7 separate regions of the Mus musculus genome follow, and all the other regions are linked to region 1. Evidence: chromatin contacts called from public Hi-C and promoter capture Hi-C data. All regions are on one chromosome and are shown on one strand. The core of a region is the stretch at or near the end of the contact, and the rest is flanking DNA. Distances in the headings are between cores, read along the strand shown. Region 1 holds the start of Sem1 (SEM1, 26S proteasome complex subunit). Region 2 holds the start of Casd1 (CAS1 domain containing 1). Region 3 holds the start of Glcci1 (glucocorticoid induced transcript 1). Region 4 holds the start of Rpa3 (replication protein A3). Region 5 holds the start of Mios (meiosis regulator for oocyte development). Region 6 holds the start of C1galt1 (core 1 synthase, glycoprotein-N-acetylgalactosamine 3-beta-galactosyltransferase, 1). Region 7 holds the start of Asns (asparagine synthetase).

What was found. Promoter capture Hi-C pulls out the DNA fragments that hold promoters and counts their contacts. A called contact is a pair of places that touch in the nucleus more often than the background predicts.
Region 2: a contact with region 1 is called in a promoter capture Hi-C map of liver, with 4 times the contacts expected there. The contact joins the promoter of Casd1 here to the promoter of Sem1 in region 1. A contact is called at or near these places in 2 of 39 promoter capture datasets (liver and pre-B cells), 1 of 484 Hi-C or Micro-C datasets (CD4 T cells) and 1 of 115 datasets of contacts at active chromatin or transcription factors (microglia).
Region 3: a promoter capture Hi-C map of liver shows a contact between it and region 1, with 5 times the contacts expected there. The contact joins the promoter of Glcci1 here to the promoter of Sem1 in region 1. A contact is called at or near these places in 2 of 39 promoter capture datasets (liver and pre-B cells).
Region 4: a promoter capture Hi-C map of pre-B cells shows a contact between it and region 1, with 2.8 times the contacts expected there. The contact joins the promoter of Rpa3 here to the promoter of Sem1 in region 1. A contact is called at or near these places in 1 of 39 promoter capture datasets (pre-B cells) and 1 of 484 Hi-C or Micro-C datasets (CD4 T cells).
Region 5: a contact with region 1 is called in a promoter capture Hi-C map of liver, with 4 times the contacts expected there. The contact joins the promoter of Mios here to the promoter of Sem1 in region 1. A contact is called at or near these places in 2 of 39 promoter capture datasets (liver and pre-B cells), 1 of 484 Hi-C or Micro-C datasets (CD4 T cells) and 1 of 9 other capture datasets (liver).
Region 6: a contact with region 1 is called in a Hi-C map of B cells, with 7 read pairs. The contact joins the promoter of C1galt1 here to the promoter of Sem1 in region 1. A contact is called at or near these places in 4 of 39 promoter capture datasets (erythroid cells, liver, neutrophils and 1 more) and 3 of 484 Hi-C or Micro-C datasets (B cells, Th1 cells and cardiomyocytes).
Region 7: a promoter capture Hi-C map of hippocampal neurons shows a contact between it and region 1, with 3 times the contacts expected there. The contact joins the promoter of Asns here to the promoter of Sem1 in region 1. A contact is called at or near these places in 3 of 39 promoter capture datasets (the 3T3-L1 cell line, the C10 cell line and hippocampal neurons) and 2 of 115 datasets of contacts at active chromatin or transcription factors (both in embryonic stem cells).

The regions. Positions count from the first base shown.
Region 1 is chr6:6,576,805-6,580,593 of GRCm38.p6, reverse strand. It overlaps Sem1 (SEM1, 26S proteasome complex subunit), which reads left to right and starts at 1,936. Exons shown (of 3, transcript NM_009169.2): 1 at 1,936-2,115. The coding sequence starts at 2,040.
Region 2 is chr6:4,598,812-4,602,600 of GRCm38.p6, reverse strand. It overlaps Casd1 (CAS1 domain containing 1), which reads right to left and starts at 1,690. Exons shown (of 18, transcript NM_145398.4): 1 at 1,300-1,690. The coding sequence starts at 1,432.
Region 3 is chr6:8,507,820-8,511,608 of GRCm38.p6, reverse strand. Glcci1 (glucocorticoid induced transcript 1) reads right to left here and starts at 2,009. Exons shown (of 8, transcript NM_133236.3): 1 at 1,290-2,009. The coding sequence starts at 1,722. It overlaps A430035B10Rik (RIKEN cDNA A430035B10 gene), which reads left to right and starts at 2,448. Exons shown (of 2, transcript NR_040452.1): 1 at 2,448-2,630; 2 at 2,798-3,789.
Region 4 is chr6:8,257,166-8,260,954 of GRCm38.p6, reverse strand. It overlaps Rpa3 (replication protein A3), which reads left to right and starts at 1,814. Exons shown (of 4, transcript NM_026632.4): 1 at 1,814-1,955; 2 at 3,194-3,268. The coding sequence starts at 1,857. It overlaps Umad1 (UMAP1-MVP12 associated (UMA) domain containing 1), which reads right to left and starts at 1,667. Exons shown (of 4, transcript NM_001302354.1): 1 at 1,462-1,667.
Region 5 is chr6:8,207,599-8,211,387 of GRCm38.p6, reverse strand. Mios (meiosis regulator for oocyte development) reads right to left here and starts at 2,161. Exons shown (of 12, transcript NM_145374.2): 1 at 1,977-2,161.
Region 6 is chr6:7,843,402-7,847,190 of GRCm38.p6, reverse strand. C1galt1 (core 1 synthase, glycoprotein-N-acetylgalactosamine 3-beta-galactosyltransferase, 1) reads right to left here and starts at 1,967. Exons shown (of 4, transcript NM_052993.3): 1 at 1,797-1,967.
Region 7 is chr6:7,691,091-7,694,879 of GRCm38.p6, reverse strand. Asns (asparagine synthetase) reads left to right here and starts at 1,671. Exons shown (of 12, transcript NM_012055.4): 1 at 1,671-1,771.

The DNA.
Region 1 (3,789 bases), core at 687-3,186:
TCAACAATGGATGGCCCTACATCCAGGCGGATTCAGACAGTGCAAACTGAAGGTGAGGAGTTGTTAAAATGAAAAGGACGACACAAAATTGGGGAGTGAGGTAGAATCGTTCTTTGAGGAGTCAGGAAAAGGACTTGGAATTGACCAAATGATCAAAATACATTGTATGACATACTTACTGTTAATAAAAGTTTTTTTTTTTAATTTATGATGTAACCCCCCTCCCCCCAATATAAAACACTTTATAGGGATCTCATGTTGTCTTGTTGCCATAATAGGAATAAAATCCCAGTAGAGCTAGCTTCAAGTATCCAGAGTGCACTTGACTAGGGAAGAGTCCCTATTTCTTAAGACATTCCGGTTTTACTTCAGGGTGAGTTAATCTTAAAGATCTAGAAAGAATAAATATTTGACCAGGAAACTAATCATAGTGTAATGATTAGTTTTAATTGTTAATTTGGCACATGAAATCATCTGGGAAGAATGTCTCAATGAGAGGTAACCACTATTGGGTTATTCTATGGTCATATCTATCACTCACTGTCTTGATTACATTAATTGGAATGGAAAGGCCTGCCCACTATGGGCTAGCCATTCCCTAGGCAAGGGATCCTGGACTGTGTAAGCTTAGAGACAGCGATGCACCCAAATAGCAAGCACACATTTATTCTCTGCTCTTGACTGTGGATGTGAGAGCGGCTTCAAGTTTCTTCCTTGACATTCCTGCAGTGATGGAGTACAACTTAGAATTATAAGCCAAATGAGCTTTTCTCCCCTGAGCTGCTTTTTTGCCGGGGTATTTTATCATAGCAATGGAAATGGAATTAGGAAAGAGTGTTTGTATAAAATAAAGTATTTTTTACAAAATATGTTCCACTTTCTACTTTCTGATATATCTTTTTAAAAAAACATACAATATTCATATTTATATCCATAAATTGTTCAAACATTTTTCCCATGTTTTTTTAAAAATTCTCTGGCACGGGGTAGTGAGCCATTGGGGATATATTTCTAGCCCTCTGTTTACTTTTAATTTAGGGACACAGTTTCACTAAGTTGTCCAGCCTGATTTTACACTCATTGTATCCAAGGATGCCTTCTGCCCCAACTTCCTCAGTAGTAGGGCTTATAGACCTTCTTCAATTTTTATATATCAAATAGAGTTATTCTTGCACCTGTAACTATGTGTGTTATATGTATAGCCTTAAGTGTGGTGCTGAAAATAAATAAATTATACTAAAGAGAAATTAAGTACCTCATATAAGAGCCCTTTAGATGCAATAGAACACAGATTTATTAGCCTGGCAAATACGTGTTACTGTGTGGTTAGACACTAACTTTTCTCCTATCTTTCATTGTCTTGTTCTTTTCCATGGGTCACAATTAAAACAAAGAAAGCAAAACCAAATCATATCTTTTGAACAACAGTACAACGTTACATCATTTTTTTTTTTTTTTACTTGTTTATTTTTTACATCAACCTGTCAACTAGTTAGAACAGAAACCCTACGGAACACAATTGTAAGGTCAAGGAGCACAGCACAAAGGAAAGGTTGGAGGACAGTCAGAATTGTCTAGCATATGAGTGCCTCTGGCTGCCTTTGGTCCCGGGTTCCCTGTGATGTGGAGATATTTAACAGCATGCTCAAGGCTAGGTTTGAGTAGTGGAATAATGTAATAAGCTCTTAACTTATGTTACTTTATCTTTCCAGATTTCTGTTAGTGATTGTAAGCTAAATAATGGCCTTTAGTAATTTAATACACTGTAAATCTTTCACACGTAGGCAACTATATGAATAATAAAACGAACGAACACACTATAAAACAAAACAGTTCACTGTTTCAAGACGGGAGGACCTACTACAACCGCAGGACGCTCTGGGAGGACCTTCGCTGTCCCAGCATTCCTCGCGCTGCCCCGCAGCTCTTTCCCTCTCGTCTCTATGGTTGCGCCGGCGTTGTCAGGATCGGCGCCTCCGGAGTACTGAGGCTTCCGACTTTGCGGCCGGTCCGAGCAGCTTGGGTCTTGGCGCGGCGCGATGTCCGAAAAGAAGCAGCCGGTCGACTTGGGTCTCTTGGAAGAGGACGACGAGTTCGAGGAGTTTCCCGCGGAAGGTAACCGCCAGGCCGCGCGCTGGGCCTGGGGCCTCCGGTGGGGCGGCGCCGGGCCTGCTCTCTGCGGGAATGAGCTGGGCCCAGCAGCGCGGATCCGGGCGCGGCCTCCGGGGGCCCCGGCCTCGGCCTCCGCGTCCCGGTAGCCGTCGCTTCATGGCGCGGCCCAGTGTTTTGCGCCTCGTCGCTGGGAGGAACCAGGTGAAGCTGGGCCCACGGTGCTGCGAGCTTGTGGCCCTTTAACTTCAACCCGGGACTCTCCGCATCTGCACAGTCTCTTGTTTTGCTTCGGTTTCCAAGCCTCCCCTTGGTAGTAAACTTCAGAGTCCCACTGTTGCCCAGGGCAGCCAGTGCTGTGTACCTCTCGGATAGCGCGAATGAGCCCCGAGAAGTGGGATGATAGAGTCGTTCGTGTGTGTTGTATTCATTACAGATTTTGCCTCAATTTCTGCTTCTCTCCATTTACGGTCACGTGAATTAACCCAAGCTTTATAAAAGTCTTAACCATCTGCCTTCGAAACTAACTTCAATGCTAGGGATGCTTTAGTTTTCTCATTGTAGGTAATAACATAGCTAATGTTGGAAGAGCCTGCTATGATCTTGGGAACGTGAGTGCTTCGCTTCTATTGGCACAATCCATTTCCACAAATATAGGAAGTAGGTATTAATGTACTTACTATTATTCACGTAAGGAAACAGAAGTTTGGAACAATGGAGAAACAGGCCCAGTGTCAACACTGTCCGGAAATGGTGAAACTGAGACGCCTTAATTTACACCAAAGTCCTTAACTTCAGCAGTTATCTTCTGTTTGCTAGGCCTCTTTTTGCCATATTAGTTTTTCAAATTGATTACTTTATTGGCTAATTGTTTTGAGTAGATTTCCCAAATATTTTACCTTGTTTCTAAAAAGTGAGTTAGACTGTGTCTCCATGAAGACCATAGGAAGAGAATTGTGGTTAGTCATGTGCACATACGTGGCATCAAGCAATTATCACTTGACAAAAATTGTACTTAGTTACCCCACCATGATCTCAATGCGCATAAAATCACATCACAGGAACGTTTAGTCTAAGTATAATGTAGTGTTTTAGTTTTAGTGAAAGAGAACATTAGTGTGTATATTATGCAACCTCATAAACCAATTCAGAAGATATATTTCCTCTGAGTTAGGAGTCTATAATATATGATGGGATAGTTTACCTTTTGTTTTGGTAATAAATTTATTTGTTCAGTCTGATGTTTTGTTTTCAGGTTCATTAATAATCCTGTAACAGAGCTTTGTGGTAGAATTGGCTAAGTGAGGGCAGGTTAGATTTCTTATTCCAACTACTTGTTTCAGATGGTCCTTATCCCTTATTACATACAAGCTGCACGGTTAAGACACTTGCTTTGCATTGTAGAGTCAAGCATCTAATCTTGAAGCAATAGAGTTCACGTGTTAAAAAATAAAGATAAATTCTTGCCATTAAGTCTCTAACTCAGAATCTAAAAGGTCTTTCTGACCAGTGCACCCACCCAGACTTTAACCCTCACCTTTAGTGCAAGTCTCTATTTAAAATAACTAGATAGCTGAGAACCTAGGAAAGAATTTAGAGGTAACTGTCAGCTTGATGATGTACTAGATGTTTTTCAGCACCTTTTGTCAACTTTAGTGTACTGTCTGTCCTTTAGAGCCT
Region 2 (3,789 bases), core at 441-2,940, 2.0 Mb after region 1:
AACATGTTCTCTGAGTTATCAACAGTTGGTTCATCAGTACTGCTAATTGTGTTGTATATATGAAAATGTAGGCTTTCTTGATGTCAGCAGTAAGAAGCCAAGGCTCTGATAGGTCATCTGCTATGAATCTGTAGAGGACTGGAGAATTAGCCATAAGGATCTTTTTTAATTCAATTAAGCTATTTGTAAGATAATATATTTAAAAGATACAGCTATGATACTAAAGTTTAAGATCTGGAAAACTCAAGAGTAGGTAGAAACAAACCATCAAGTTTGACCAAAATGGCCTCCACTTTGAGAGATCATGTGAAATGGGAATACAGCCGAGACTCTAGTACTCTCGTGACTGGGCTGTACAGTATAAATGGGCCCAGCGCTAATGTGCACGTGGCTGTCACATTTGTCTAATTATCTCACAGTCACCAAGAGCTGTCCATATAATGACTTTTAGGATACCAAAGGTCAAAACCAAAAGATCCTATCATTATAATTTCCCTCCTACTGTCAGTGACTGTCCTGGTGGCATTTATCGTAAGGAAAGGGGAAAAAAAATCAATCAAAAAAACAAGCAAATATCCCTTGACAACTGAAGGATAATTCCTTCTGAGAAGAGTTCATTGGTTCCTTTCCAGCTTTCCACCAGTATGTAAACCCATATTGAAGGCCAGCTTTCAAAAGGCTTAACTATTTGCTTCGCCCGCTCACGTCTAGTCCGGTCAACTCCTTAACTCCTTTAAGAAACAAACAAAAACCAAAATCCTGCCTCAGTGTCTTTATTTGTAAAAACAAAAACAAAAACTGTGCAACCCAAACTCTTGAAAAGTGTTTGAAAGGCTGGTGGCACCTCCTCCACGGGAGGGAGGTGGGCCATGGGCATCTTTAGCCACACTGGCCCTTTTGGCAAAAGTAAGCAGGGCGGCCCAAGCCGCTGTCCAACCGTTGGGCCCTGAAGTGGCAGGGCAGGAGGCAGACCCCACGGGCGCACCGTGTGCGACCCCAGCATCCGGGAGGCGGTGCCGCCAGGGCTGCCCCCGGGGGCCCCTGGTTCGACCTCCTGCACCGGGGCGCGGGGCCGGGCGCGCCTCCGGAGCCCCGCTCCAGCAGGAGGTGGCCCCGAGAGCGGGAGGCTGGGGGCAGGGGCCCGCAGGGGTCGGCCCGGGCACGTGGGGCGCCGCGGGGCCGCGGGAGGCCGCCGGCGCGTGGGCGTGCTGCGGCGGGGGGCGGCCTCCCGCGCTCGGGGCCGCGGCGCCGCCTCCCCCCGGGCCGAGCCGGCCCGGGCCGGGGGGAGGGCCGGCTCACCTCGGTAGCGGCGGGACGCGAGGTGGCACGCTGCGAGCAGCAGCACGGCCACCAGCGCCAGCACCTTGGCGCTCCTCACGCTGAAGTAGTGGTTGATCTCCCGCTTGCCCAGGTTGTAGGCCAGAGCCGCCATCTTGGTTCCTCCATGACAACAGTGCGCGGCGGAGCGGGGAAGGGGCGCCGCGCAGGGGCAGCACTGGGGCGGCGGGCGCCGTAGCCAGCCGAGAAGCGGCCGCCAGCTCCCTTGCCCGTCGCCCGAACCGCGGGCCGAGGGGTCCGAGCCTGCGGCCTCCGTGCCGCCGGCCTTCCCCGTGCCCTCGTCGGCCTCCCCCCAACCCCGCCGCCGTTGCTCAGCCGTGCCGGTGCCCCAGGCGCCCTGGCCGCCTGTCTCCTCCCCTTCCTCCTCCCTGGTAGCCTCCTGCCTTAATAGCGGCTGCGCCTGTGACGGGGGTCCGGATGCCCGGGGCTCCGGGGTCACCGGGCCCAGACGGGCCTCCGGGGTCACCGGGTCACTGGCGGCAGCGGGCGGCGACGGCTGCACAGGCATGGTGACTGTATGGGTGTTGGGGGGGCAGAGGGCCAGGGCCTGCAGCCCGGCCCAGATGTCAGCTCCGGGGCTATGCCCAAGTGGACTGGCAGCTACCTGAGCCCAGGTTAGGGCAATAGAACTACTGTTCCGGGAAAAAAAAGTACACTCCCTGCTTCCCCCATCACACCCTTTCTGGACTTTCTACTCTCTGCTCTCCCACGGTCGTGGGGCCTTAACGGCAGGCCACCCACGACCTGTCTGGCAAGTTCCTCTGCACCTAAGATGCTGGCCAGGTGTTGGGGTGGCTGTAAATCCGAACACCCAACTCAAGTGTAAGGCCCATGTTCACCGTTTAATACTCAACTGCCCAATGTGCTGTTTGTCCAGTTGCAGTGGGTGTAGATGCATCCTGTACAGTGTGTCTAAGTTGGTGTGGATGTCAGTATAAGAGCCCCTTTCTCCTTTATGTTTACACAATATCTTTGTTGACACTAAGGTTGGCCAGGGTAGCAGATTGGTTGCCTGTGGCAATCCTTAAACTTGGTTAATGTTTTGTGATTATCAATAGACCCAGCACTCTGTGTGTCCTTTGAAAAGCATTCTTATTCATACCCTTGGTCTTGAGTTGCCTTGTAGACAAGAATGGCTATTTGCATGTTGTGGTTAGAACAAGTAAGTCATTGTTGAGTTGGAGGTGTTGGCAAGTCTTCTTTACAACTTTTAGCCAACCCCAACCTTGTGCTTCCAGACCCTTCTCAACATTCTCGAATGTTAGAGAAAAGGGACTTAGAGATCCTGTCGAGTCACTCCCATCCTCTCCACTGAAGGATTTTTAAAATTATGTTTCCAGCCACAATCATCATATGATGATGAAAGATTCTTGTCGCTTAAATGAAATCACATACATCACTGTCATAGATATAATGCTAATAAGCAATAAAGTTAAATAAGTGTACAAACACTTAGGCACTGTTCCCTGCAAGTGGTCGCTTAATTTTGGCTCTTTCTTCTGATCTGAGGCTGATCACATGCTGGCAGAATTGAATCAGATACGACAACAACCAGATAACTGGGCTAACAATATGTGGCCTGCCAATCACATCCTAGACACATACTATGATGTCATCAACACCAAATTAGAATTTCTGATCCACCTTCAATAACCAGAGCTAACCCCCAGGGTTGGCCTAATGCTAGCCAAAAATAAAGAAACCTGACGTTGTACTTAGTTGTGCTTCCCAGAAGGCTTTCTGAGATACTGGGAAAATCTGGGAACCCCTTTGTCCTTTCCTCTGTGTTAAAGTTAACCCCTCTACCTATTTCTGCTTTTCCTGGTAGATATCTCCACATAAGATGGCCCTTTCCTGTGGCATCTATAAATGGTCCCTCTCTTAGCTGATGCCTTTCCACTGATAAATGTCCCTTTTTAATTAAAACCACCACTAGATTCTGTGTTCCAAGTTATTTGCTTCTTTGTTTCTTTTAGAAGGAGTAGCTACTTGAAATTTTCACTTGCTTGGTTCCCATTCTGTCCTGAAGAACTGAATGGTTCTTTGCTGGTGGTATGGGTATTTCTTGTTAAATCCAAAGGACTCTCCTCTTTCTCTCTCTCCCTCTCCGGCCCTCTTCCCCCCTCCCCCTCCCCTCCCCCTCCCTCTCTCCCTCTCTCCCTCTCTGCCTCTCTGCCTCTCTCCCTCTCTCCCTCTCTTCTCCCTCTCTCTCTCTCCCCCTCTTCTCCCTCTCCCTCTTCTCCCTCTCTGCCTCTCTCCCTCTCTCCCTCTCCTCTCCCTCTCTCCCCCTCTCTCTCCCTCTCTCTCCCTCTCCCTCTCTTTGTCCCTCTCTTTCTCTTTACCTTCTTTACTTTCTGATATTTTTTGTAGGTTCAAATGCTGTTGAATTTTCTGTTATTTGGTGTTTGTCTATCAAGTTTTTTTCCTTCTCTAGTCTTGTTTTTTGCCTCT
Region 3 (3,789 bases), core at 760-3,259, 1.9 Mb before region 1:
AGTGGGGAGCAATTCCCTCCTGGTGCATACAGATTACAGGATGTATTTCTTGGTGCTCCTGCACTTATTCCACCGCACTAACATCCTACCCAGAGGCTTACCATCAAGGGATCTGAAAGCAAGTGCTTTAGCAACATGCTAATTACACATCTAAATTAAAGCTAAAAATACCTAAACTTTGATCTATCATATTGCAATCCCTTTCCCTAACTCTAAACACCTTAAGAACGTCCACCTTAAACAAAAAAACCCCACATACCACACAAACATTGTATGAAGCTTGGTAGTATTTCCCTTCTGAGCAGGCTTTTTTGTTGTTTTCTTTCCCTACTCCGAATGATTCCTTCCACAATGCTGCAGTAGTAGCAGCAGCAGCAGCAACTGTAGCTCTAGGCTGGTATCTAAGAATATTAGGTACTCGACTCTCCCTTATGGCCGGTTACGTCCCTGTTTTGCCTAATTTTCTTTTTCTCCCCCAGGAGTCAACTAGTTCATGCAGTATGTCCCTAGGCATAAACAAAACCAAACCCAAACAGAAAACATTAAGGGGAGTCCACAACATCCTCCCACTCACCATTACCTTTGATACCTAACAAAAAAGAAAGGAGATCTCTCTACACAGCTCAGCTGAACTGCTAAGTATACTTAAAGATGCAAGGAAAAAGTGAACACACTCCACAAACAGGCTTTAAGAAATTCACCACGAAAACCACCATTCCGGCATAAGCCATTTGTAGTGCAGTAGTGATCTAATACATGACTATATAAAGTAGAGGAGAGGATGGATAAACAGCATACACTTTAAACTGCCTCCCCTACACATGCAAAGGATATTCTAACAACCTAACTACCGCCATCAAGTCTCCAAAACACAAACATACTCCAGACAAGAACTTTGTGGGAAAGCACAAAGGCTGCAGAGATTACCACTACCACCTTATGCCCCGCTAGAGAGTTTGTGTGCGTGTTTAAGGGTTTCACACGGCTCCTCCTTGCCCGGCTCCAAACACAGAAAGCTAATAAGCTATTAAACCGAAACACTTTTCTTTTGCAGGCGAGGGATGCAAGATAAAATCTGAGTGGCGGTGTGAGGGTCGGATAAAAGTTGATTTCCAGGTCGCTCCTCCAAGCCCTGCAGCGACCTCAGGGTGGGGGGTGAGATTCCCAAAGCCACTTTCACACCTTCGGTAATGCACTAGCAAACAGAAGCCCGGAGAGGCTGAAGTTTTCCACGCAGGGCACCGTCGGGGAGACGCAGCCCGGGAGGACGGGAGGGTTGGGCTCGCTACCTCTGCACACGGGCGAGCCGGGACTCCGTCTCTCAGGTGAGCTGCTCCTCCGCCGGCTCTCGGGGGACCGTCTCGGGCGGCCCTTGGCGCGAGGCGCCTGCTCGGCTGGGGCAGCGGCCGGCGGTGGAGTCGGGCTGGACGGGCTGGGGCCGCGGGCCCCTCCGGGCCCGGAGAGACTGCCGAGCGCGGCGGCGGCGGTGGCGGCGGCGGCGGCCGGGCGCGTGGGGCTGTGCTGGCTGCCCCGCAGGAGCTGGTAGGGCACCGTGGCGCGGATGGGCTGCAGCAGCCGACCGGCTCCCGCAGCCGGTGCGCAGCTCCCGGCCGGCCCCGTCCCGCTCCCGGCAGCGGCGGGCGGGGAGCCCGCGGTGCTGCGCCGCATCCTCTGCGGCGCGGAGTGAGGGGTCTGAGAGGAACTGGAGGACGCAGTGGACATGGTGGCTCCGCGGGCGGGCGGGCGGGCGGGCGCGCGAGCGAGCGTGTGGGAGCCGGCGCCGCGGTGCGTGCGATGTGTACGGGGGAGGGGCGGGGAGGGGCGGAGCCGCGGGGCTCCCCTTCCGACGCGCACCCCGCCGCCGAGGGGGAGGGGACGCCGCGACGGCCAACGTCCAACGGCTCAACCGCCCCGCGGCGCTCTGCGGGGCGCTCACGGCAGAGCCCGCGTCGAGCCCATGGCCGCCGCCGCCGCCGCCCCGGGCATCGCGCTGACAGGGCACTCGCCCGCTTCCCGCGGCTGCTCAGCCCTCGCGGGGGGTCGCCCGCGCGACACGACTCGGCGACCACGGGCAGCGCCGGGACTTTAGCCTCGGAGGAGAGAAAGGGGCCTCGAGGCGCCTCGCGCTGCGCGTAACCCGCGCCACCGCAAACGCCGCCGCCGCTGCCGCCGCCACCTCGACCCGCTTCTCACTCGGAATGGCAACTAATCCTGTGTCGGCGCCCCGCCTCCGGCCCCGCCTCTGGGCGTTCCGGACCCGGCTCCTGCGGCTGCGAGCGCTGTGATTGGCAGCGCCACCCTACTCCGGGATGCCAAGGAATGGTTGTATTGTCGGAGTGAGAGGAGACTCGGCCAATTACAGTACCACGTTTCCGCTCTGGGGGCGGAGCATGGAAGTGGATGAGAGAGGCGGGCCTCGCGCGGAGGGAGGGACTTAAGAGTTGACAGGCTTTGAGGTGAGGGTCAGGTTAGAAAAGTGGGTCCATACGTGCCCTGCGCGGACTCCGACGCCCAAAGACACGCGCGCGCTGCGATAAGCAAGTTACAAGGATTCCACCCTCCAGTGCTCTCTACAACCTGGGGCTGAGGACGCTGAAGCCAAACTAATTTTGCAAATACACCTGCATCCGGTGAGATGTTTTAGTTAAAGCTGAGTGAAGGATCCTTAACCCTTTTAATCTTAGAAATGTCTTTAAGTGTCCTAGTCGCCTTGTGAATCAAAACAACTTCAGGATTAGTGTATGGATGCTACATTGAACAAAATGCACCTGCCATTACAACCTGTTTGTCGTTACAGGGTAGGGTGGAGAACATCACATTCTGAATTGTACACGTCAACAAGAAAATTTACAGCATCGCATCATCAGATTTATTAATGGAGAGCACCTAGTTTACTACCCCGGAGCTGATGGTCTCTTGGGAGAAAGACCAGGCATAATGTAACAATTCATTGTGGTCATTTCCTCTGTGTGATGGCACTGGGGGTTATTCTTCTGCAAGGAAAATGAGAAGTACGAAGATTTTAGATGGGCATAAGAAAGTATATAAAACCCTAATCAGGAATAGTTAAAGCTCTACATCAGATACCTCCTATTAATTCACATGAGATAAACAAAAACATAAGATTTTACAAAATAAAGAAGTGGCGTGTCAGATTGGCGTCTGCCTGGTGTCTGCCCACACTGGCAAGCTTCCTGATTCCAGGCACTAAATGATCAGTTTCACTCAGAGGAGCCACCTTTCTCTGCTTCCCTGTGTGGTCAGACAGAAATTAAATGAAATTAAATGAAAATTTTTAAAAAAATAAGAAAAAATAAGAAGCACAGTAAATTGTTGTTTAGAAAAAATATTGATGATGCCTAATCAAAATACAAAAAATAGCATCTAGTACTATATCCTACTATATTAGTCATAGTTCTATGCTTTATCACATATAAAAATAATAGCTAATGTTTACTAAACATTCACCACGTGCTAGCCACTGTTCTAAGGACATTATTATGTGTTAACTCATTCGTTCTTCACATAATCCACAAGGTATGTGCTGTTATTATCCTCCCTGCTTTATCTGGGGCACAAAGACACTAATTGTCTTGTCTGAGATCACTCAGCTAAGTGGAAGCTGAGGCCAGAGGGACCCAGGCAGGCGTCTGAAGAAGCCCTGTGCCCTTAGTACCTCCAAGCAGAAGATGCGTGTTCTGATTAAGAGACTTTATGGTAGCTCACAGATGTCCAAACGAGCTTTTAGACATGACTAGCAGCTCCCTTTTCTTACTTTCTAGAACAAAT
Region 4 (3,789 bases), core at 565-3,064, 1.7 Mb before region 1:
AAATTTAAATGGGAATACCCTGCATGGGAAAAGAATGCTTCCCCTAAAGGCATGAGCTACTAAACAAAAATCTCAGGGCTGAAAGGCTGTGATATACCTCCCTAGAGTTCTTGAGAAGGATGACCCAAAGGCACACAAACAACACGATTTTCTACAATGCTCCGAGCTGTCCACCACAACTAGATGGTAAGAACCTATGTCTGGAGACAGGGTACCATTTGCTTGCAGCACACAGATAAAGCAAACTAGACCTGAACTGGGAACTTACTTCTTGCTGGTTACTTTTCACTGAACTAAAAGGGTGCTATGCACCAGGGTAGAAAACGCAGTGCTATATCATGAATGCCTCAATACCGACTTGCCAGCACCCAAAGGAAATGCAGCCCACAACTAAGGAAAAAAATTTTAAACTTGTTTTAATCACAACAGAATTAAGACACACATATTAAATGTCACATGAACACTAAGGAGAGCTAACAATCGTTTAAATAGGGGAGATTGGATTTCACTCTTAAATAGATGGAACCAGATCTTTGTATTTTATTACTTAAGGCAGCAACAGCAGGCTACATTGGAACTGAATTATTGGAACTGAGTTATTAGCCCTGAATTTGAAGGTTAATAAGTCTTTGGCTTTAGAAAAATCCAGACACTGTTCCACATAATTATGAGACGCAATTAAAATTATGTTTTAATTTCTGCAACCTCTTTTGAAGGTATTTTTATGTGCGTTCATTTTGAAATTTCTCAGTACCAATCCCTTGCTGGTGAAATTACTAAAATCAACAGCCACCAGCATCCAGTCATTTTCTGAACCAGAAACACATCCGACAATTTTCTTCAAATCTTGGAATAAACTGTCTTTCAGACAGCCAGCTCTGAGTACTTCGGGGAACTAGATATAGTATTACAACCCAAAATTAGAGTTATCTAGCACCTTACAAAGCAGTCAACCCCTCATTTGCAGAAAGAGAAAATGTGACGCCAGTGGAGGAGCACTAGCTTGGGTCCAACAGCTGGTGAAGCCTGTCATCTCTAGTCCTTCCCGGGGGTCCTCCTCTACCGGAGCCCCAATGCACGCCAGCACCCAGGAGGTGAGGAAATGGACACCTCCACACCGCCAAGGCTAGCAAAAGGTCCAAGGTAAAGAGAGGGGCAGCACCTCTTGCTGCCAGTGGGTAAAGCAGGCAGGTCCGTTACACAACGTCTCCTAGCAACAACCTCCTGAGGGAGGGGTAAAGACTGACGATGGTTCTCTACAGGTAGAACTGGCTCAAAAATAAAAACCCCAAACCCCAGGTTAGGCACGCACCCGCGCCACCCGCGCAAAAGCTGGCAACTGTCAGTGCCCGCACCGCGGCATTCCGGGACCAGGAGCCCGACTCCGCCCACCACCCCGACGGTTCAGCCCTCGGGAGGAGAGAGGCGCGGAGATCCAGACACCTCCCGCAAGAAAGCTACCTGAGACTCCGCCGCAGCCCGCAGCTCGCCACCCACCACGGTCCTTCAGCTTACTTCCGGGGTCAAGTCGACGTTCGGCCGCTCCAGATCCCGGGTCCCAGGCCTCAGCCCCCGCCCCTCTAAGTCCCGCCTCCACTGCCCGCCGGGTTTCGGCCCCAGTGACTTCCGGAACGCCGCGCGTCACTAGGCAGTCTACCAGTACTTCCGGAAGCCTTGAGCCCCTCCGCCAGCCCGGTGCGAGCGAACCAGATGCTCCCGTGGATTTGATTGGTGGGTCTGGAGCGTACGTCTCCTCTGATTGGTGTTCGGGAAATCTGCCCGGGTTGGCGCGGCCGCCCGCTGGGCGTCAATCATTTTCTGCTTTCCTGCGGGTTGCGAGTGTTGGCGGCAGAATCATGGAGGACATAATGCAGCTCCCCAAAGCGCGCGTCAACGCCAGCATGTTACCACAGTATATCGACCGGCCCGTGTGCTTCGTGGGGAAGCTGGAAAAGGTGCATGCGGGTTCGGGCGAGAGGACGGGACCACGGCCACTCGGGAAGGACTGCGGGGTCGGGAGCTGAGGCTGGGAGCAGGTCACCTTTAAGCAGCATTGCCCTCCAGCTTGCTGTAGTTTTCACAAGAAGAGCTTGTGGAAACTGCTAAGCCATTGCAGCAACATTTTGGTGCCGCTTCTTTTATGTCCCCAAAACTGTTTGGAATGACCTTTTAGATCCAAGCGCTCCGCGCCCCCTTTCTTTATTTACCAGGAAGGTATTTACAAACCTGGCTCCTCTGTCTGTTGTTCGAGTTTTTGTTTTAGCCAGACTTAGCTTCTTGCTTCCCTGTCTTTTGCAGCCGTCTCTATTTATGGGCCTAGTTTTTCTACTTTGCAGTCGTCTCCCTATGAAACATTTCTTGATAGCCCCTCCCATATTCTATAGATACCTTGTATCTAGCCCAGTCTTAGATTGCAGCCTCGTCCTTCCTATAGGTAAAAATTAAGCCCAAAGGCCCAGAAATTGAGAGTGCCGAGGGAAAGAAAATCCTCTGTAAGGACTTACCTGCTAGGTCATTTCATTCACACATTTTCTAAGGGAAAAGAATTTCTAACTAAACAGGTAGGCTGACTGAGCTGCTCAAACCTCACATCGAGTGGCAGAGCTCAGTTTCAAGGGAAGTCTTCCTCAGATCTGGCAACCAGTTCTTTTAGATCATCGTTCTTAATTTTAAAAGAAAGTATTCTGAGCCGGGCGGTGGTGGCGCACGCCTTTAATCCCAGCACTCGGGAGGCAGAGGCAGGTGAATTTCTGAGTTCGAGCCCAGCCTGGTCTACAGAGTGAGTTCCAGGACAGCCAGGGCTATACTGAGAAACCCTGTCTCGAAAACAAACAAACAAACAACCCCTCAAAAAGAAGGTATTCTGTGAGATGTACTAAATCAAGAATGTTGGCAGAATTTCATTAGACAGTGAAAGCCTCGTTTAGTTTTAGTGTACCAAGTGTCTTTTGCAAATAAAAGAAACCACACAAAACACTAAGCAAATATTTGTTGTTTATTAGAAATTCAAAATTAACTGGGCTTACAATCATCTGATCAGGTAATAAGATTATAACTTGAACCAAATAAACTGTCCAAAACCCCTATTACTTTATATTCAACCAAATGAAACTTCAGGGAATCTTTTAAATATTCATTTCTGTAGATTCTGTTTTCTAAATCTATGGCTTTTTGTCTTGATTTCCTTTTTTAGATTCATCCCACTGGAAAAATGTTTATTCTTTCAGATGGAGAAGGAAAAAATGGAACCATTGAATTGATGGAGCCAGTATGTTTTAAGTGATATGCTCTCATATTTAATTTTTTGGGGTTTCTTATTATTTCTGATTTGGGGGTGGAAATGTGAAGATTACACTTGTATAACTTTAAAAATCAAATTCATGCTCTCATATTTTGTCTTATTTCCATTTCTAAACTTTAGTGATTCTTAGGGCTCCAACATTTCTGAAAGTGTCCCTTAAGTATTGGTTGGATAACAATTTTTATTCCTTAAAAAAAAAATCCAAAAAATACATGTGAAAAATTTTTTAAACTGCTTCTTCCATAATCACAAGCCTGGCCTTCAAGAGCTGGCCCCAGGTGTGTTCCTCCTGCTTCATACTAAGTGGCATTGCTAGTCAGTTTTATTTTCTATGTTTAATTTTCATATATATATATATATATATATATATATATATATATATATTCATGCATATTTTTATATTTCTAAATTTTTTAAAGTTTTATGTTTAATGTGCTTAAAACATCTTTGATATTTTATGCCGACAAATCCATATACTATTTGGTTAC
Region 5 (3,789 bases), core at 912-3,411, 1.6 Mb before region 1:
TGGAAGTGGATCCAAGAATCAGAGTTGACCTCAGACACAGGAAATCCAGTCTCAAAAACAAAGAACAATAAGGCTACAGTATGCGATGGTTACTTTTAATCACCAACTTATCCACTGGGCATGGTGGTGCACACCTTTAATCCCAGCACTTGGGAGGCAGAGGCAGGCGAATTTTTGAGTTCCAGGCCAGCCTGGTCTACAGAGTAAGTTCCAGGACAGCCAGGGCTACACAGAGAAACCCTGTCTAAATAAATAAATAAATAAATATCACAATCCAGAAGCACCTGACAAGAGGACCTCAAGGAGGGAGCGTGTAGATCAGGTTGGCATGTGGCCCACCTTGATTATATTAAGTAGAGGAAGATCAACCTATTGTGGGTGGTACAATTCCAGTAGGCAAGGGGATCCTGAGTTGTCTGAGAGTGGAGAAAGCTGGCTGAACAGGAAGCATGTACATACAGCTTTACTGATTCCAGCTCCTAACTGCAGAAGTAATGTGACTAAACAGAAGAACAGATGATTTGGTTTTGTGCCTATCTGTCAACTTCCATCTTCGACCAGTGCTAAAGAAAGGAGCAGGGCCCAGTGCAAAATGAAAATGTCAAGGAGTGACATAGCAGCTTCTAACTGCTAGTCATTCTAAATGCTCGGCTGGCGCTCCTGCATAGAGTTGCACATTACAAAGATGGCCCTAGAAAACCAGTATGTCTATAACCATCCTGTTAAGAAATCTAACACTCTATACAAATGGGTCCTTGCTTATTAACATACATAATATAAATACGGAGGACAGCAAAAAACAAAACAAGCAAACAACAACAAAAACCAGTAAGGGCTCAGAAAGTCTTTCATGCACTTATTAGTTTAGACGATTACAAGTCCCTTATGACTTGGGTAACATCTAAGTAATTTCCACCACACAAAGTTCTAACACCAACTCATCACAGTTGAGTTCTCTGCTTCATACAGATGTTGTTGTCCCTATTTAGTTCTTTCAACCAGTCCTGGAAGTGAATGCTTTCAGATGCTGGAGACAACTGCCAAATCCATGGAGGGGCTAAGAGATGGCAATAATTTAGGTCCTCACCTTCAAATTTAGTCAGTGTTCATTTCCCTTCAATGGTTCCCCACAAGTCACCACCAGAACATGGGTAACACTATCCAAAAGAAATTTAGTGAACCACCACTTATAATTCTCTAGCGGGCACATTTCAGAAGTAGCAAACGAAATTTAGAATATCTTTTAATTTAACCTATCAAATAAGAAATAATTTAAAATATACAACACTGTAAAAAATACGAAAGTTTTTATATTTTTATTAAATCTTGGGAATCCAGTCTATACACTTACAAAGCATCTTAACCCCACGTGGCAACTGGGCACACATTCAAAACACTGTCATAACGCAAAACATACAATTATATGGTCTGTCGTCTTTCTTTCCGCGCTAAGTAAACGATAGCAGTTTCAGGAAATTTGGAGTACTACCATCTCCACAAGACATTGCGCATCTATATTTTCGTTAAACTATAGTTATTCAAAAAAGCCAACAAGAGCAGTCGTTTGCTGAGCCATTCCTCTCAAGGAATTTGCATTATTCGTGTCGGTAGGGAACAGAGCTCACGGGGGTGACAGGCCCTTTAACAAGGATTTGATTGGGTACAACTGGAACTCATCGTGTTGTTATTCCGGGTAAACCAGGAATCTGATCGTGACTCCCACGGTCCAGACACCTGGCTGAGCCGCTGGGCGGCGGGGGACGCGGCTCCGCACTCCCGGCGCGGCCGCACGGAGGACGGTCGCCACGCGGCCGCGGGACGCCCCAAGGCTCCACACGAGGCCCGCCAGCAGCCCGGTGCCGTGACCATCGCACTGATCGAGCGGAACGCCACCCGCCGGCGAGGCTCTGAGGAAGCGGCCGCGGCTGCCACCCCGGGCCTCACGCAGACACCCGCTCCGGGCCGCACTCACTGACCTGAGGAGGTGGCCTGTCGCCACACAGACGTTTCCGGCCTGTACGCCGCCCCTCCCGCCGCGGGAGACGGGCGCGGGCAAGATGGCCGCCGAAGCACGGGCGGTGACCCGGGCCACCCGCTGGGCCCCCGACCAAACCACCCTGCCGCCTCCGAAGCAGACCTCCTCGCCGCGAGCCCCGCCTTCCCCTCGCCCGGCACCGCCCCGGGGCGGGGCCGCCGCGCGGAGACCCCGCCTTCCTCCCGAGCGCTCCGCGCTTGAGTTGAGCCCCTTCCGTCGCCCTCTTGTGGGCAGGGCCACAACCTAGAGTCCCCGCCTCCCTCTCGAGCGCTCCGCCCAGTGTGGGCCCTGCCCCGGGACCCCTCTCCAGCAAGCCAGCCATTCTTTAACCCTGCTCTCATGGAATTTGATTATTTCTCTGAAGCCAGCTACCATGGTCGTGGTGGTACACACATTTTAGCATATGTGAGACATTTTAATTTCCACTGAACAGAGAGGATGGGCGATTTCGTAAAAACTTAAGGATTTGGGGCTCATAATTCGATTTCAGTTATTCCAAAAAGAGGTCATGAATGCCTTGTTGAGTCACACCGTGTTGGGATATAGGAATGAGAAAAAAAAAAAAAAAAAAAAAAAAGACCCTTGTAGGAAACAGGACAAAAGAGTGATGGCTTTTTTAAGCTACCTGGGAGAGCACCTCCCTCAGGTTGGGTGGGGCATCAGAAGAACTTCCTTGAGGATCACTAGACTAAGAAAGACAAACATGGATTGGTCACAGAAAAGTTAAAGACGGAAACAACTGGAAGAGAAAGGCCTTCTAGAACTGAATACTGTGTCAGGAAACAGGATACAGCAATGGGAAAGCAAGTCTCTCATTTACCTGTGAGTTTGCTTATGAAGTCTCAGTAACCACTGACCAGTCAAAGCCTGAAAATATTAGGTGAACGATTCGAATTAAAGAACACCTAAATTTGAATTTTAGAATGTTATGAAATCTTTCTGAGTCCTGTTCAGTCCGATCCTGAACATCATTCAACTACCCATAGTCACAGTGTACCCAAGCTGCAATCTGGGCCATCAGATCTGTCTGTCAGTGCTCACCTTCAAGTGACCCTTACCAAGTAGCAGCATACTACAATACATCACAATACATCAATCACTCCATTTTGTCTTAACATGTAGGTATTGACAAATCATGCTTATAAGCATGAGAGAGAGAGAGAGAGAGAGAGAGAGAGAGAGAGAGAGAGAGAGAGAGAGATTCACATATGATTTATTATAGTGCTGTTGGCCCTCCAGATCCTCTAGCTCTGCCTGTGCAGGTTCAACCACCACAGATCAAAATGTTTTTAAAATTGGGTATGGTAGTGTTCGTCTATAATATCAACACTCCCGAGGTTGAAGCAGAAGGATCAAAGAATTAAAAGATAGACTCAACAATATACTGAGTTTGAGCTAGGCTAGCTACATGAAAATAACTTTCTCTTATGTCTGTCTGTCTTTCCATACATATGTGTGTGTGTATATATATATATATATATATATATATATATATATATCAATCAAACTTGTACATTTTCCTTGTCATGTTTTACTATAAAATGTAGTATAGGAATTCTTTACATATCATTTATAGTGTGTAACTATTATAAGTAATGTAGAAATAGGTACAGAGAATGTATGTAGGTTATATGCAAATAACACCAACTAAGATAAAACATTTGAGCATACATGGATCTTAGTATCATTGCAGAGTATAAAGGGTCCACCATTTTTTATAACTATTATATTATATAATTGTTGCCATTACTGTA
Region 6 (3,789 bases), core at 718-3,217, 1.3 Mb before region 1:
ATAGTCAAGATGTGCTTCAGCAGACAGCTTTCATTGTAAAAACAGTCAGATTTCCAAATCCAGAGTCTCTTTAATACTGCCTCCCCAGGCCCTTACTACACTTCATACTGCAGGTGCAAGATAATTTGTTTTAAGTTTCTGTTTGGTGTCTCCACCTTCAAATGGGACTCCCTGATTCATAAAGAACAGCTTCCTGTTTCACACCTAACAGGAAAAAAAAAAAAAAAAACAGTTGCAGCTGAGTGACTTACACCGCCCCACCCCCAACACCAGGTGGGGAGTGACATTTCAATTATATGCAAAAAATTAAGTACACTTTATCATTTGTTTCTTATTGGATTGAAAGATAAAAGGCCAACTTCACATTTTATGCAGCAAGTCTTGTTTTCTTTAAGCGAATAAAACCAAAGTATAATGACCAACGTATATATGAATCTCACCACTTGGCATGTTAATTTAAATTTTTAATTTTTAAAAAGACCTTAGTCCCACCAGATTTGGTAATTAAAAACATGTATCTTTCTTTTATTTCAAGCTAGTTGTTAAAATCTCAAAGTCCTTTTAAAATATCTGTACCGAAAAGCCAACTTTTGAATGTAATAGGTAAACAGGAGCATTAAGGTAACAATTTCAATTCACATTTGATTCATAAATAAATTGCAACAAAATTCCAACCACTACTTTCACCAAAGATTTGACTTTATATTATCATGAGTTTATAGTTAAGCTGAATAACACAATTTTCATTTCAGCAAAATCAACACACAAGCAATATACAGCACATACTTTTGAATACAATTAGCCAAACATTAACTCATTATATGTACTTTTAAACTGCTTGATATTAAAGTTATCCACAACTGTAGGCTGATTTTTTTTTTAAGAGCACAATGTAGGGAGAGGGAGTTTAAGTGGGAAATGACCACAAAGCATTTGTAAACTGCTGAGTCCTGAGTAAAAAGATAGAGGAAAACATAAATTTCAAGAAAATCTGAAACACTAAAGTTAGTTGTCCACTAATGCTGACTTTTCAGTGAGTCATACTTGCCTTCCTAAGTCAGTTTTACTGAACATATGGTGAAAAGAGTTAACTGTTTGGTAACTTCAAACCTTATATTCATTTAAACTGGACAAAAATATATACTACAGCTGGCAGAAATGCTATACAATGCTTAGAGCACACAATATCGTGTGCACAAGGCTCGTCTGACATTTATCTGATAAGGAACTGGAAAATTGTACCGTTTATAAATACCTTCTAAAAACTCAAGTTTCCACTTCCAAATCCAAACTTCCACCAGAATCAAACAACTTGTAGTGTGCACAGCATTTTTTTCTTGGCACCAGGCTGAGCTATCTGTGGTCTATCCTCAACTTCCTGCAAATTACCAAACTTCTGTCCCTTCCGCGTTGCCTACTCAGTCTGAAGCACTGAAGTTCTAACTTTGTAACTTTTTAACTCAGAATACATCTTTTGACAGTATGTACTAAAAGGAAATACCGTGAATACAAAGATCTAGATTGGAAAAAAAAAATTTTTTTTCCAGGAAGTAAGGGATCTTAGAATATTCTAAGTCCCACGCCACTAGTAAGAAGTGTGGACAGAGCTCAAAAGCATTAATCCCCGATCCTCACTCTTAAATTAGTTAATTTAGAAGAGTATCTATCTAAAGTCAAAGCACTTTGTTTAACTAGCCAACATCTAGGAAAGCCATCACACTTTGTTACCAAAGGAAAAAGAAAAAACAAAAAACATTTTTTTTTTAAATCCTGCGCGTAGCAAGCCCCCAACACACCTGGCTGGTTCACTCAGTCAACGAAGGGCAGGGAAAGTTCCAACCATAACCGACCAGCTCCAGACAAAGCTGACGGTCCAACGGCGGCGGGCACTCGGGACTGTTGCGGCCGGAAGGTGCCCGCACCTGAGTGCACACAGCTGGCGGGCGCCGGGCGCGCGGAGGCCCGGGGCGGGGCGGCGGGCAGGACCGCTCGGCGCTGGCCCGCCCCGGGCGCCTCGGGCCGGACACGCCGGGCCGCGGAGAGCGCGAGGGTGGCCGCTCGCCCGCCGCCCGAGACACCTGTTTGGCCGCGCCGGCGCGGACGGGGACGCGGACCCGGGCGGCGTTCCCGAACCCTCAGTCGCCCTGCCGCCGGCAGCCGAGCCCCTGGACCCGCAGCCCTCGGGCGCCTCCGCCCGCCGTCCCTGACATCAGCCCCGGCTCCCTCTCGCCCCTCCCGGAGGCGGGGAGGAGGACGACCCCCCACCCGCGACCTTCGCTGCCCTGGCCCGCCGCAGCACGGGCAGGGGCCGCTAGCCTGGGCCGCCCGCGGCCGCCCAGATCATCTCCCGGCGGCGGCGGCGGCGGCGGCGGCCGAGGCGGGCCCGGCGCGCGCTCCTGCCGCTCGCTCCCGCCGCTCGCTCCGCCCCTCCCGACCGCGCGGCCTGGACCACGGCCCGCCTACTGCGCAGCCGCCACCCAGGGGTCTCGGAGATGCTGACGTCCCGGCTGCAGCAGCTGCAGCAGCAGCAGCAGCCCCGGGGAAGGGCGGGGCCTGGGCAGAGTGGGCGGGGACACCGCGACCTGCGGATGCGGGGATTGGCCGCCGGGTGTTTGCCCCGCCCTCCTGCGGAGTGGGCTGGGAAGTCCCGGCTTCCCCGAGCTCAGGGTTTTTTTAGCCCCCTTCTGGTGAGGTTGAGTGTTCTAATTCTCTCAGGAAAGCAGAAAGCGAAATTAGCAGGGAGTACAAGTAAAGAACTGCCTTTTAAACTGTTGTCTGTGGAACAAACCTCAACGTCACGCTGACCTCTAACCCAATCTTAGCCCCCCCCCCCTTTTTTTTTGCCTCTTTTCCTTTCACAGCATTCCTCTATCCTTAATAACAAGAGATTTGGCATAATGAAGAGTGCTCTGTAACCAGATGTGTGCCTCAGAAGAACAGAGAACTCATATAGTGACAACGGACAGAAAGCCTCTTGGAGGAATGTGTGTAATGGCATTTTACTTCTGTTCTGCTATGGCAAATACTTAAGAGTTTTACAAACTCAGCGGGGAGTGGTGGTGCACGCCTAGCACTCGGGAGTTGGAGGCCAGCCTGGTCTAATAAGTGAGTTCCGGGACAGCCAGGGCTATACAGAGAAACCCTGTCTTGAAAAACCAAAAAAAAAAAAAAAAAAAAAAGAGAGAGAGAGAGAGTTTTACAAACTCGTCTGCTCTGCTTTGGCAAAGGTCCTGTGTACCAAGAAGCTATCTTTGTGGCAGCAACGGAAGTGGGTTGCCACCTGGTGAGGCAGCAGGGAGTGGAAGTAAGATCTAGAGACCTTAACCATCATCTGCAAGGCCAGGCCCCCGGATGGAAACACTGTGCCCTGCTTGATAAATGTTCAAACTATGCAGTTCTGAGCACACCACAGCATAGCTATTAAAAGTGAGGGTTTTGGAATAAGACATTTAAGCTTTATCTGAATCCACTTTCTGCCTCTACTATTATAGATGCTAAGTTGTAAAGAACAGGTATATTCTGGTTATGATTGTAGACAAGGAGCTGTGTGTGGTGATTTTTGTTTATTAAGTCGTGAACCAGCCAGATATCACGGCAGGAAACAGAAAGCATATTGGAGACCTAGCCGAACTCGATTTTATATCAGTCACTGAATAGCCCATTCATTCATTAATCCATTAGTCACAAGAAAGAATTGAGCCGTTCATCGTCGTTCATTCGGTAAGTAAGGGGAGAGTCCTAACAAAATCAACACTTTTACTTAGCCTCACCCTCTAACACATGATAATC
Region 7 (3,789 bases), core at 422-2,921, 1.1 Mb before region 1:
ATCAGATCAAATGTCAGAAGAGGCAGAATCAAAGGCTCTATCTTTAGCTGCTGTGTCCTAGTAGCTTGCTAATGCAGAAGGCAATCAGGGTCTTCTGAGAAACTATTAGTGGCCTGCAGATCCCTGAGTTCCAGGAAAAGGGGTCTCCATTCTGTGTTCCTGACCTAGGTGAATTTCTGACCTAGGTAAGTCCACCTAGCTTGGGACTGCAACATTTTGAGTGAAGAAGGTGGGCAAGCTGATAAATTAACTCACTGTTGTTCCAAAGGGCTGGGTGGGGACGTCCTATGCTATTCTTCAAGAGCTAACCTTAGAAATGTAAATGGGTCAAAAACAAAACAATGTACCTTTGTTTCAAGATACTATTAAACTCAAAGAAGCCCTTTGCAGCCACAAAGAGTTTAAAGGTAACAAAGGCTAGCTATCCCTATGTGATTATATGCTTAAGATAAGTTAAAAAGTTAGAAGATGGGTTCACCCTCCAACAACTATTGAGAAGAAAAGATTTAATTTGTATTTAAAGGAGCTTAAAGGACTTTTTAAAAATTTGATATTCTCAAGGTCAAACAAGTGCAGTACATCCCTTGTGGAACAACAAGATCAGAGGCTTTCTAAGTGCTGCCTAAAATCTGATCTTAGTTTATTTCACAGCACAGTTTCATTGTTTCTCAATCTACTGGGTGCTGATGTTTAGTAACTATAAATTCATTAAAGAATGCAGTAAAATTGTGTATGTGTGTGTTTTAAATCATGGTGTATTTTCCCTATCCGAGGGAATACTAAGAGCATACTACCAATCTTTTAGTCAAGCTGAGGAAGGTCTTTTTTTTTTTTTTTTTTTTTGAGGTACTGAAAAAGAATCTTTATATATAGGTGTGCGTGTGTCCGTGCATGCATGTGTGTGTGTGTGTGTGTGTCCCTGTGTCCTCAAACTCCCTACTTAAGAGGATGACCTTGACTCTTGATCTTCCTGCTTCCATCTCCACAGTGCTGTGCAGGTTTGGACCGCTGCCTACAGCTCTCTGAAAGAGGATTGGTCCGCTGTCTACAGCTCTCTGGAAGAGGATTGGTCTGCTGTCTACAGCTCTCTGGAAGAGGATTTGTCCGTATGTTCAAGGTCCACTGATCTATTTGAACTTAATGTTATCAACTTGATGGAGACTTTGTGAAGAAGTTAACCTTGGCACAACAGTTTCTTAGGACAAACATTTCTTTTTATTGTACAATGAATTTGTAGGCACTATTGGTTCAAGAGTGCTTTTAATCTCTGCAGGGAGATTACCTGGGGTTCTTCTTAGCTGCTCAGTAGTAGTAGTTATTTGTGTGTGTGTGTGTCTGTGTGTGGTGTCCTTCTAGGTATTCCTATGTTACTTATGTATCCACATCTATATATCAGACACTCTGTTAGGAAGTACTGAAGACTACAATTAAGGAGTAGGAGATCTATTGCTGATGGGACACTGGACCTGGCGGCCCGACCTCTGGGCTTATCCTGCCTGCAGTGTCACAGCACCTTAAGGAACAGAAGCAGAACACCTCCTGGCTCTCGGCCCCAGGATGCACGTTTGCCTTGGCCTCCGCCCCGCCTGGCGTCGCTCGTCAGCACTGCGGGCCACGCCCCTGCGCACGGGTTGGGTCCCAGCCACATGATGAAACTTCCCGCACGCGTTACAGAAGCCCGGCGACTCTAAGGTGGGAAGCGGCCTCCAACCGGTCTTGTCACTGCGCTGCCTCTGCTCCACCTTCTCTGGCCCTGGCCGCTAGTGCTCAGGTAAGCGGGAGCCGGGTGCTCAGCGCGGAGCGCTCTGCTCGCCTGGGAGGCCGGAGGATGTGCTGTCCGCGCGGGCACATGTCCCGGGAGTTCGGATGCGGAGCGCTCGGGTCCGGCGCCAGACCGATGCTGCGGTGCAGCGCGAGGCAGGGCGGGGCGGGCGCGGGGCGATTGTTGCGCACCTAGGACGGAGCTGCCAGGAAAGCTTTCATGTGAGCGAAGTGCAGCGCGGAGGCAGGGCCGCTCCAGACAGAAGGCGAAGGTGGCCTTCATTTAGACACCATAAATATTTTTTTTTACTGTATGACGTCTAGATCTGGGAAATTTCAGCCATCCGAAGGTTTTGCCTGGGACTAGGTGGACGCTTGCACAAGACCAGCTGTAATTGGGAGCCCCAGGCTAGTGTAGGGGTCTCGCTCTCCAGCAGGACAGAGGCTCTACCAAGCTCTAGAGCGAGTGTCTCTGGGTCTGTCTGGATCCGGATTTCTGAGCACTCACTCACCTCGCTGCTCAGGCCCTTCCTCCACTCCAGTTCCATACTCGCAGCCACGCCGGGAAAAATCTGTTTAAGGAGACAGGCAACCAAGTACGGGAAAAGGCAAAGGAATTGGCGTGCTTTTTTTTTTTTTTTTTTTTTTTTCTTAATTATGGATAGCTATTTCACAGGTCTAGTTTCAGATAAGATAACTTTTAAAATACACGGGCGAGTTTGATTTTTCGTTGCCTGTGGCCTACGGGTTTTAACAGCTAACTCTTCGTTGATTGATGTCAGTACTATAATATTCATTTGAAGTAAGACTTGCACAAGGCCACGGGTTGATTATTGAGGTCTTAAGGTGATCCAGTGGAGTTTAGAACTATCAGTTCAGTGTACGAAAGCGGCGCTGTCCAGCGGGGAGCCTGTGCTCTTTCATAGACTGACCCCTAGAAATGCTGGCTAGTCTGAACTGAGATGTGGTAAGAGTGTAATGTGTCGATTTCGATGATTATGAAAACCGAACGCTTGATGTTTTGATGTTTGATTGCAGCCTCTAACCACTAAAGTATCCCTCCAGCCCGGTTTTAATAATTTAGGAAAAGTAGTGTAAATATAATTAATTTTGATTATATTGTATTGGTTGTCGTATTTAGGGTGTGTCATGTTAAGGTATGTTTAAAATTAGTTTTAATGTTTTCTCTTGTCTTCTTAATGAGCTTTATTAGTATATTAAAATTTCACATATGGCTCACTGGCCAGTACTGCTGCAGAAGTTAACCAGGAAAGGAGGAAATTTACAGACAACAGTGAGGAAAATATGGTACAAGAGGGCCTCTGAGTCCGATTACAAAGGAGTTTGAATTTCCTTACTCCTGCTGAAGGAAAGAATTTTAAACTTTTCTTTACACTTCAATGTAGTGCCTGGCATATGTTTTGCATACCAGACAGTTCATTAAAGAGCCTTAAGACCTAGGTAAATGGTTCTCGGTGATCATAATTGATTTTCAGAGCGCTTTGTTAGCCCACTTCCCTTTCCCTTTTATTAGACATAGATTCTTTTCTCATATAATACTATCTGAACAGTTTCCCACCTCTCTACTTATAGTGTCTCCCCACCTCTCCCCTCTGAATTCACCCCTTTTCTGCCTCTCATTAGAAAAGGATAGGCTTCTAAGAGGCAAGCAACAAAATAGAATAAAATACAGTAAGGTGAGATAAAAGGGAAACCATCATATTGAGGTTGGACAACAGAAACCAACAGAAAGATAAAAAGATCCCGAAGAGAAGGCGCAGGAATCAGAGACCCGGATTCACAGTTCAGTCAGGAGTCCCATAAACGCACTCAACTGAAAGTTAGAATACTGTGAGTTCTCAGCCTTCCCGATGCTGCCGCCCTTTAATACAGAACACTGAAGTGAACCCCAGCCATAACATCATGTTCCTAGCTACTTCATCACGGCAGCTTTGCTACTGTTTTGAGTCATATTGTAAATATGTAAATATGTTTTCTGTTGGTCTTAGGCAACCACGGAAAGGGCCC